3 separate regions of the Sus scrofa genome follow, and regions 2 and 3 are each linked to region 1. The links are chromatin contacts, called in public HiChIP or PLAC-seq maps. All regions are on one chromosome and are shown on one strand. The core of a region is the stretch at or near the end of the contact, and the rest is flanking DNA. Distances in the headings are between cores, read along the strand shown. Region 1 overlaps LOC102165506 (a long non-coding RNA gene). Region 2 overlaps FGGY (FGGY carbohydrate kinase domain-containing protein). Region 3 overlaps FGGY (FGGY carbohydrate kinase domain-containing protein).

Region 1 (3,163 bases), core at 215-2,714:
GACCAAGATTCAAATTCCATTCAAATTCAAAGGCCAACTGGTTTAGCTTAGGGAAGATGATGCAACTTAATTCACAATTCCACTAAGGCTGGGGGAGGGGTCATCCCTCAAAGAAAGCTTGAGATGCAATCTTTAAAAGTGGCAGAAGCGGAAGCCAGGCAGGCAAAAACAGAAACTATTCATTATGGCAAAGAGTTACTGTTCTAGGGCCGCTCCCTCGACATATGGAGGTTCCCAGGGTAGGGGTCTAATCAGAGCTGCAGCCGCCGGCCTATGCCAGAGCCACAGCAACACAGGATCCAAGCTGCATCTGCGACCTACACCATAGCTCACGGCAATGCCGGATCCCTAACCTACTGAGTAAGGCCAAGGATCGAACCCGCAACCTCATGGTTCCTAGTCGGATTCGTTTCCACTGAACGACAACGGGAACTCCAAGGAGTTACTCTGGATGGGGCTTCTTCCCATCGCTACCTGAGACATCCTAGGCCCCCAAATAGCAGTGGCTTAAAAACAATAGAAAGAAATCTTAGGTCAACACATCAGTAAGCTATTCAGGAATGGTTGGGTCTCATACTGGCCCAGACTCCTTCTATCCTTTGCTTCATTGGGTGTGGCCATCATTCCCAAGGTTACCTCTTGGTCCCCCATAGCTCCCCTAGCTTAAGTTTTCACTCTATATTTCAACCAAAGGAAACAAAGTAGAAGAAAGCCATTCCCTTTAGGATATTTTCTGGAATTCGGACATACCATTTTTCCTGGTATTCTACTAGGCACCATTTACTCACATGGCTGTGCCTTGCTACAATGAAAAGAGAGCAACTATGGTCTTGGGTCCAGACAGCTGTTTGCCCAGCTAAGAACAAAAAGCTCTGTTACAACAGAGGAAGGAGAAAACCCAAAGTAGAATTGGTCTCTTCCACAGACCCCACAAAGTACATGCTTGTTTTAAAGGGGAGAAAAAGCAGAACTCAGGAAGCTTGAACAACCTGGTCAATGTCACACAGACAGTAAATTATTGCGTCTGATGCTAAATGGTGCTATACTAAAGTAATTCTGTTTTTATCTTATTCGATCCACTTTCTAACTCTATATCAATGTAGATTTGTTAAATCGCCTTCTTTGTGGAGTGAGTTGACGCCTCATGACATAATGCCTCTAGTGATAGCAGGTCTTTCTTAGAAACTTAGAAACGTGCTGTTCATTCCTGGCCAATGTTCCCTGGACAACAGTGCAGACAGCTGAAACCCTGATACGTACGTGGTGGTGACAAGAGATGCAGATGGAAAATAGAATGGCAGTGGGTGTGTGTTGGAAAATACCCCAGCCTGGGAGCCTGGATACCAAGTCTCCAGTCCCAGCTCAGTCACTCATTAATTGTGTGATCCTGGTCTCATCATGACCCTCTGTCCCTCAGCTCCCTCCTCCACGTGTTCCTTCCAGCTCCGATTCTCTCTTGTTTTAGGCAATATCTGCTTGCATGATGACTCAAACTGGAATCTGGATTCGAAGAGCACAAAACCTCTACTTCCCTATGTGATGCAATTTTAGAATCTCTTGGATAGCAAGGTCACACTTGCTAATTGGGTTTGCATTATAAAATCTCATAGGATTAATGGTAAATGTTCATTAACCAGAATGTCTTTGAGAGTAGGAATCATGTTTGATTTTTCTTATGGTTATTTCCCCAGCAACTATTGAAGCCCCTGGTACACGCAATATTGATTGACTTATTGACCGACCTAGACAATGTCCTTGCTAGACAGACATGTGTGATAAATTATTCCCCTCCCCCCTCTCCTCAAGAGCAAGCAGGAGCTTCAAGGGAAGGAGTTAGAAAACTCAGATTTACACAGCAATTATTTTCAATTTACTTTTCACAATAACTCTTCAAGAAAGCTCTAATAATCCTCTTTTTTATGGTTGAGAAATCCAAGATGTGGAAGGATGAAGTAACTTCTTAAAAACAACATAGTTTTTGACAAGAAATGTTCAGAAACTAGATGAGGAAAACTATAAAACACACCTGAAAACACAAAAATAGATGCGCAGCATTTCTGCCCCCTGTTATTGCTCAGAGCAACTTACAAGGCCATCCCAAATTCAAGGGCAGAGGAAACAGACTCCACCTTTTGCTGAGAGGAGCAGCAAGTAATTTGTGTTTGATAATCTATCACAAATATGCACGTGTGAAAAAGAGCGAGGTATATCTCTGGGAATGAATATGGGGTGACCTCCAGGAGAACAAAGCAAAGTGTGAAAGGGTACATATGGTGCAAAAGCATACACTTTGTGTGAGAGAGAATCAGAAGTAAGGAAACATAAACGTATCTTTCTGCTGACTTTTGCAAAAAGAAATACGGGAATGATAAAGCAGGCAGCAGTCAAGGTGGTTACCTACCAGGGCTTGAGGGAGGGAGATTGAAAGGACCGTGAGAAAGAACATCCCTGAGTCTACTTTTTAGGAGAGCTTTGACTTTGGAAGCATGTTCACGTTTTAAATATTCAAAAAATAAAATTAAATCAACAAGGAAAATGTAAAGCTGAATACAAATAGAAATAAACATACCAGGAATTACTCCAGTTACTGGAGCGAAAAAAAAAAAAAACAAAAACACCTTCTATAAAAGACATTATTGGTCTAATTGAAAAAAAAAACTGGATCATAGACTGTATCTAAATTATTCTATTAATGTTAAAGTTCCTGCAACTGCACTGAGGTTATATTAAGAAAATATCCTCTGCAGGTTTGATCCCTGGCCTTGCTTAGTGGGTTAAGGATCTGGTGTTGCAATAAGCTGCAGTGTAGGCCACAGATGTGGCTTGGATCTGGCATTGCTGTGGCTGTGGCATAGGCCAGCAGCTGCAGCTCTGATTCGACTCCCAGCCTGGGAACTTCCATATGCCACAGGTGTGGCCCCAAAAAGAAAAAAAAATACTTTATTGTTAAAAAACACGAACCCTGGCAGTGCAAGATTGCCACAAACCAATCTGTAAAAATGTAATATCTGCTAAATGCAATAAAGCAAAGCACAACAACAACAACAAAAAGAAAACATCCTCATTCTTAGGTCGTATACACTAAAGTCCTCAAAGGTGTGATGTATGCAGCATGATGATATATGCAATCTACTCTCGAGTGGCTCCAAAAATAAATTTATAT
Region 2 (3,163 bases), core at 287-2,786, 570 kb after region 1:
GCTTCCATGTCTTGGCTATTGTAAACAGTGCTGCTATGAACATTGGGGTGCATGTAACTTTTCAAATTGTGGTTTTCTCCAGCTATGTGCCCAGGAATAGGGTTATTGAATCATGTGGCATTTCTATTTTTAGTTTTTTAAAGGAACCTCCATACTGTTTTCCATAGTGGTTATAGCAATTTATGTTTGCACCAGTAGTGTAGGAGGGTTCCATTTAACTCTGTACTCTCTCCAGTATTTATTGTTTGTAGACATTTTGATGATGGCCAGTCTAACCAGTGTGAGCTGATACTTTATTGTAGTTTTTATTTGCATTTCTCTAGTAATTAGTGATGTGGAACATCTTTTCATTTATTTTGCCACCTGTAGGTCTTCTGTGGAGAAATGTATTTTTAGATCTTCTGCCTATTTTCGATTGTGTTGTTGGCTTTCTAATATATGTGTGTGTGTGTGTGTATATATATATATATATATATATATATATATTTTTTTTTTTTTTTTTTTGGTCTTTTTAGGGCCGCACCCACAGCATGTGGAGTTTCCCAGTCTAGGGATCTAATCGGAGCTATAGCTGCTGGCCTATGCCACAGCCACAGCAACTCAGAATCTGAGCCACATCTGCAACCTACACCACAGCTCACGGCAATGCCAGACCCTTAACCCACTGAGCTAGGCCAGGGATCGAACCTGCAACCTCATGGTTCCTAGTCGGATTCTTTTCTGCTACACCATGTTGGGAACTCCAGCTTTTTAATATTGAGCTGCATGAGTTGTAGTATATTTTGGAGATTATTTCCTTGTTGGTTGCATTGTTTGCAGATATTTTCTCCCATTTTGTGGGTTGTCTTTATGTTTTATTTATAGTTTCCTCTGCTGTGCAAAAACTTTTAAGTTTAATTATGTCCCATTTATTCATTTTTGTTTTTATTTTAATTCCTCTAGGAGGTGGAGCTGAAAAAATATTGCTGTGATTGATTTATGTCAAAAAGTGTTCTACCTCTGTTTTCCTCTAATAAGAGTTTCATAGTATCTGGTCTAACATTTAGATCTTTAATCAATTTTGAGTTTATTTTTGTGTGTGGTGTTAGACAGCGTTCTAATTCCATTCTTTTACATGTAGCTGTCCAGTTTTCCCAGAACCACTTCTTGAAGAGACTGTCTTCTCTCCATTGTTTGTTCTTGCCTCCTTTGCCATAGATTAGTTGACAAGCCCGGTTTTTATTAATCAACCAAAATGATTAGAACAGAGAGAAAAACACTATTAAGGATGTCTGTCAGGATCTATCTACAATGATATGTCTCTTTTTAATTCTTAAAATAGTCCTGTTGCGTAGGTCCTGTTATTTTTAATTTTCGCCTAGTGAAACTGAGAGTCAGAGAGGTTAAGCGATTTGCCTAAGATCGCACAACAAACAAGTGGAAGAACTGGGATTTGAGCCCAGGACTGTCCAACTCCAAATCCCTAATGACATGCTATTAACATATGTCCTGCCTCTGTTGGGAATGACTCAGAGGCCAGGCGTGAGCAGGGTTGGAGGGGGTGACCCTGTTTCCCTGAGAGACCAGAGGAGGTGGAGGCGGGGGCAGGAGGCCTGGAGCTTACAGGCTGCATGTAAAAGTTTGGAAATTTTGCCCTGAAAGACAAGAGAGTGTTTTCAACTGAGGCCATTTTCAACTGTACCCTGTGTACTAGGCCAAGGGTAAACCAAAACACAGCCATAAATAGTACTCCCCGGAATTCTTGTCACCACAGCCCACTGTGCTTCTTCTGTTTGGAGATGACTGTTGAAAACAGTTCGCGTGAAAATGGCTGAATCTGTTACTGTTCCCAAAGTCAGTCACAGCCCATCTGAATGAGGTGTCTTGGGTGTGAATAGAGATGCAAGAATCATCAGCTGACCAGCCATTGTGGTGTCTCAACAGATGGCCTGCCCAAGAAACCCACATCCCTGGACCAGGGCCAGGCCTTCCTAAAGCCACTGCTTTGAAGGGACCCATCCTAGTTGAATGGGCATGCCTCACCTTCTTATAGAATATATATTTTTTATAGTCATCCTTATTCTAATTAAAAATGAGGTATCAAAGCTGGAATAGACTTTAACAAGTCATCTAATGCATTTAAAAAATGGAGACTTTTGCTTCCAAAGTGGGAGGTGCCAGTCCCAAGGTTATAGAGAGAAAATCTGAGACTAGATCTGGGCTTCTTGGAGTTCCCATTGTGGCTCAGTGGGTTAAAAACCCAGCTGAGGACCCATGAGGATATGGGTTCGATCCCTGGCCTGGCCTAGTGGGTTAAGGATCTGTCATTGCCATGAGCTGTGGCTTAGGTCTCAGATGAGGCTTGGATCCCGCATGGCTGTGGCTGTGGCATAGGCTGGCAGCTGCAGCTCCAATTGGACACCTAGCCTGGGAACTTCCAAATGCAGCTGTTAAAAAAAAGGGAAAAAAGAAAATAAAAAGAATCTAGGCCTCCTAATTCTTAGTCTAAAACACATCTAATGCTGTCCTCCTGAACCTTTCCATCACGGTTACAAACTTTCTGTCAGCCTCTCCAAAGGGCACGGCTCGGATGTGGGAAAGATGGGCAGAAGGTCATGTTTGTCCTGGATGCTCTCTACCTTCCGCTGTAGGTCTGTCCCCCCATTGCAGGATTTCCTCTCACCTGTCAAAACTAACTAGTCCTGTGGGCCCACCTGTCAAAACTAACTAGTCCTGTGGGCCCAAATCTAGCTCCTTGAGAAGCAGCTTCTGGGGTTTCTAGAGTTACTGCCGCTCACCTGCCCAGGACTTTTTCCTGCTTGGCAGTGCTGCCTCTTGAACAGTGGACAGGCCCCTGAGCCAGGAAGATACCTGGCTCAGCCCCTGTTGGGCGGTTTCCCAGGTGAGACACGGCCTCCCCGAGCATCAGTCCTCATCTCCAGGGGGCAGACGAGGAAGGGGAAAGGGACAAATGCGAACTGCTCACTTGATCACAAACTGAATTCTATAACCACCTTTACTTTTTAAACGTAGGCTATGTGAGATAGGTAGATACTGTCATCTCCATGTACAAATGAGGAACTAGTTTAGGAAGGCAAATCACTGAGTCAAAGCCACGTGGCCAGAAAGTAAGAGAGTTGGAATCTGAACCTGGATTTGTGTGAAAATCCAAAGTATAAGCTCT
Region 3 (3,163 bases), core at 212-2,711, 550 kb after region 1:
TGTATATGTTACTGAAAGATGGCTGGGCCACTCATTTGCCTGCTTGCTCTCCGATGGCTTGTTCACCCCTGTCCTGCTGTGTACTGCATTTCCCAGGCTCCCTTGCAGCTGGCCACTGAGTAAGTTTGGCCAATGGGAAATACTGATGGAAGATTGACATGCGGGAAGCAGGGAGAAGTCAGGTTGTTTCTTTCACTATAGCAGCTGCCCCATTCTGACCGCTCAGCCCTTCTTTGGTTTCACCTCCAGCCTGGCATCACCAGCCCCTGGCTCTGGTCCCTCCAATGCCTCCCATCATCTCTTGATCCCTAAGAGGAGTAGCAGCTTTTGGCCTTTGCTGATCTCTTCAGTTCCTTCAACATCATCTGCCCGGCTTTAGTTTCTTCTGTCTTCTATGAACAAATTTCCTGCACTCAGTTCTTGTTGAACGACCTAGAGTGGCTTCTCATCTCCTGACTGGATTCTGAGTAATAGAGTTGCTTTTAAATATTAAAAGAGAAGTCAATCCTTATGGTGAATCCATTCCCCCCTCCCATTGGAATGAGCTAGGCCAATGGGAGAAAGGGTGGCTGGTTACCATGGAGAGCAGTCCACTTTGACTAAGTGGCATGCAAAGGACGAAAATTGACCTAAGCAACTTTAGCGAATGCCCAGATCTGAGTAACCCCGCTCTGAGTTAGGCATTGGAGCCTGTAGCCATACGTAACTTACCACTTTCCGGAGGAGATCTGACTGGATTACAAGTCAGAGCTGGGCACAGTTCAAGGTAGTGTCTAGTCAAAAGGAATAGAAACTCCTCTTTCTTGAACCAGCACTCTGGACCATTCACCATACTATATATGTGATTATTCTCATCATGCAAGTGAGGATTTAGAGACTCAGAAAGGGCAAACAGTTTCCCTAAAGTCACACAGCTATTAAGTAATGGCATGAGGAATTGAAGTCTGTATGTCTCAGAGTTTATGTTTCTTGAAACATATCTCTTCCTCAAGGTTTCCAAATTTTCTTCCTGTTTCAAAGCAAATTACAAGAAAGCTGCATGTGTAACTCATATTGCTCTGGTCGCTTAGAAATTTCCTTGCAGAACCAACATTTAAAGTTTCTCATGTAGTTCTCATAATAAGTTTATGTTCGAAGTTTGTTATTTTCATTTTTACAAATGAGAAAACAGACTCAGAAAATTAAAAGAACGTACCCAAGGTCAGACTGGCTGTTAATATTCAAGCTGAATATTTGAATACAGGTTTTTCTGTCTGGTACAGAAAAATACACTGTTTTCTGTCTGGTACAGAAAATACACTGTTTCTACTGGTGACATCAAAGGATTGGATTTTAGGAGAGAGGGCCTAATGTTTTACAGGTTTAAAAAAAGAACAAGAGGAAAAACAAGGGCAGGTTCCCCACCTTCAAGGAGCTGACAGTCAGGCTAGAAGAATAAAAATGAAGCAACCTGAAACCAGAGAGTACCATTACATAAGCTGCTCCCTGGTAACAGCTACAAGCAAGAAAGAGAAGTGTGGTTTTGTATAAGACGGAGGGCTTGAAATGGAAATGCTAACTTAGGGAGAGCAGAGAAGCAGCAGGAAGTGGACTTTTCAGATAGTTGGTAATGAAAGCCGAAGAATAACACAGGCAAAAAAGATATCCACTCAAGTCCTAGGAAGGATCCCAACTGGGGAGTAACAATAGAAAGCTTAGTATGTAAGGGCCACACTTGATGGGGAGTAGGGATTGTCAGCTAGAAACAGATTGCTATAAACTGGATCAGGAGTCCTGGGAGCATCCTTTGCCCAACATCCCCTGACTCTTATCTATCTTTTTTTTTTTTTTTTTATGTAATAAGCTAATAGTCTCATTTTTAAAAAATGAACAACATTAAGTGCTTCTTAAATGATAACACTGCTTCCTGCTGAAGAAAAAAAGCCTGTAAATTATTTCAAGCCTGGGAGTAACAGCAAAGATTTATTATGTATCTCCAACAGTTTTGAAGACTCCCTGAAATTGAAAGGGAACACTTTAAATGCCCCTAGGAAGTTATCCTGTTTCACCAGAGTGCCTTTGTGTAGAGTGTTACATGTTTGGGGACATGGGGACTGACAAGGCACCTTCTGAGACAAGGCCGCTGAGATGGGAAGCCAGCAACTGCTTCACCCCACCTCACAATTGACCTCCCTTCCCCTCCCCCTCCCCCTCAGCTGACACTTTGGCCAGAGGAGCCTGGGTGTTGGATGGAGTTGATCAGACTGAAACTCCTACCAAGTTGGCCATGTCACTTTCAGCTGTCGGCATCTCTGATGAGGAGGGATCCGGACAGGCCAGGCTGGTTCAGATAACTGGATGACAGCAGTTGTTTTCACCCTAGGAAGCGGACTAACGGCTACAGACAGAAATCGATGGAGGAGAAAATTACAGACAATCCTAAAGCGGAGATTCGAGCAAGTGCTTAGACGATGAGGAAGCCGCTAGCTTTAGTGAATCTGGCATATTGTGGTGTGGTGGGGACTGGGACCCTTCTCTTCAAGGGGCTCCTGAAACGATAACAGAGGGTAGTCAGGAAGTGTCAGCAGTCATTGTGTGTATGACTATGGATTAACTCACTTAATCCTCACAAAAATCCCATGAGGTCCTGATCTGTCTTGTGCTTTGCAGATAAGGAGGCCTTTACAGATAAGGAGGCCAAATCACAAAGAGGTTAAGTACTTTCCCAAGGTTAGCTAGCTAGTAAGATACACTCCTGCCATGTTTTGAGCCTGTGGACTGCTCACTGGAATAATACTGGAACCCATCTGTAAAGCTGCCTTGGGATACTCCTCACAGTGGGCCCACGTCTACACGCACCCCCTCACCACTGCTTCTCTGCAGTGCTGCCCTAGGGTGTTTCAGTGTCGGCTTACCCCACCTGGGGGTGAGCTTCCGGGAAGGATCCCAGTCTCCCTTATCCGTAACTGGTAGCAGGTATGGCATGAGCAGGTGTTGTATTACCATGGAGGTGAAGTTGGCAGAGATTGCATATTCCCCCTGAGCTGCCTGAGAAGGCTGGTTACCCAAAAAGCCAGCCACTGAAAGGAACGGTGCTGCACTGGAGGAATGTGGATTGGAAGCCCTTAGCCGGTAAAATCCAAGCTAACCCCACTTAGCTCTTAGCCCTGTCTCTGCAAACAGC

What was found. HiChIP or PLAC-seq counts read pairs in DNA pulled down with a chosen protein or histone mark.
Region 2: a contact with region 1 is called in an H3K27ac HiChIP or PLAC-seq map of alveolar macrophages. The contact joins two enhancer-like sites. A contact is called at or near these places in 1 of 47 Hi-C or Micro-C datasets (fetal heart ventricle) and 1 of 2 datasets of contacts at active chromatin or transcription factors (alveolar macrophages).
Region 3: a contact with region 1 is called in an H3K27ac HiChIP or PLAC-seq map of alveolar macrophages, with 8 times the contacts expected there. The contact joins two enhancer-like sites. A contact is called at or near these places in 1 of 47 Hi-C or Micro-C datasets (fetal heart ventricle) and 2 of 2 datasets of contacts at active chromatin or transcription factors (alveolar macrophages and skeletal muscle).

The regions. Positions count from the first base shown.
Region 1 is chr6:153,381,177-153,384,339 of Sscrofa11.1, reverse strand. All of the region lies in intron 3 of LOC102165506 (a long non-coding RNA gene), which reads right to left. Among named protein-coding and RNA genes, the nearest start is that of FGGY, 170 kb to the right of the region's middle. Within about 2 kb of position 1,464, at least 3 of the 83 cell types and tissues checked have an H3K27ac peak or open chromatin away from gene starts, as enhancers often do. A contact at or near this core is called in alveolar macrophages, where this site is marked.
Region 2 is chr6:152,810,099-152,813,261 of Sscrofa11.1, reverse strand. The region is part of intron 14 of FGGY (FGGY carbohydrate kinase domain-containing protein); the gene reads left to right. Among named protein-coding and RNA genes, the nearest start is that of HOOK1, 100 kb to the right of the region's middle. Within about 2 kb of position 1,536, at least 9 of the 83 cell types and tissues checked have an H3K27ac peak or open chromatin away from gene starts, as enhancers often do. A contact at or near this core is called in alveolar macrophages, where this site is marked.
Region 3 is chr6:152,830,664-152,833,826 of Sscrofa11.1, reverse strand. The region is part of intron 14 of FGGY (FGGY carbohydrate kinase domain-containing protein); the gene reads left to right. Among named protein-coding and RNA genes, the nearest start is that of HOOK1, 120 kb to the right of the region's middle. Within about 2 kb of position 1,461, at least 15 of the 83 cell types and tissues checked have an H3K27ac peak or open chromatin away from gene starts, as enhancers often do. A contact at or near this core is called in alveolar macrophages, where this site is marked.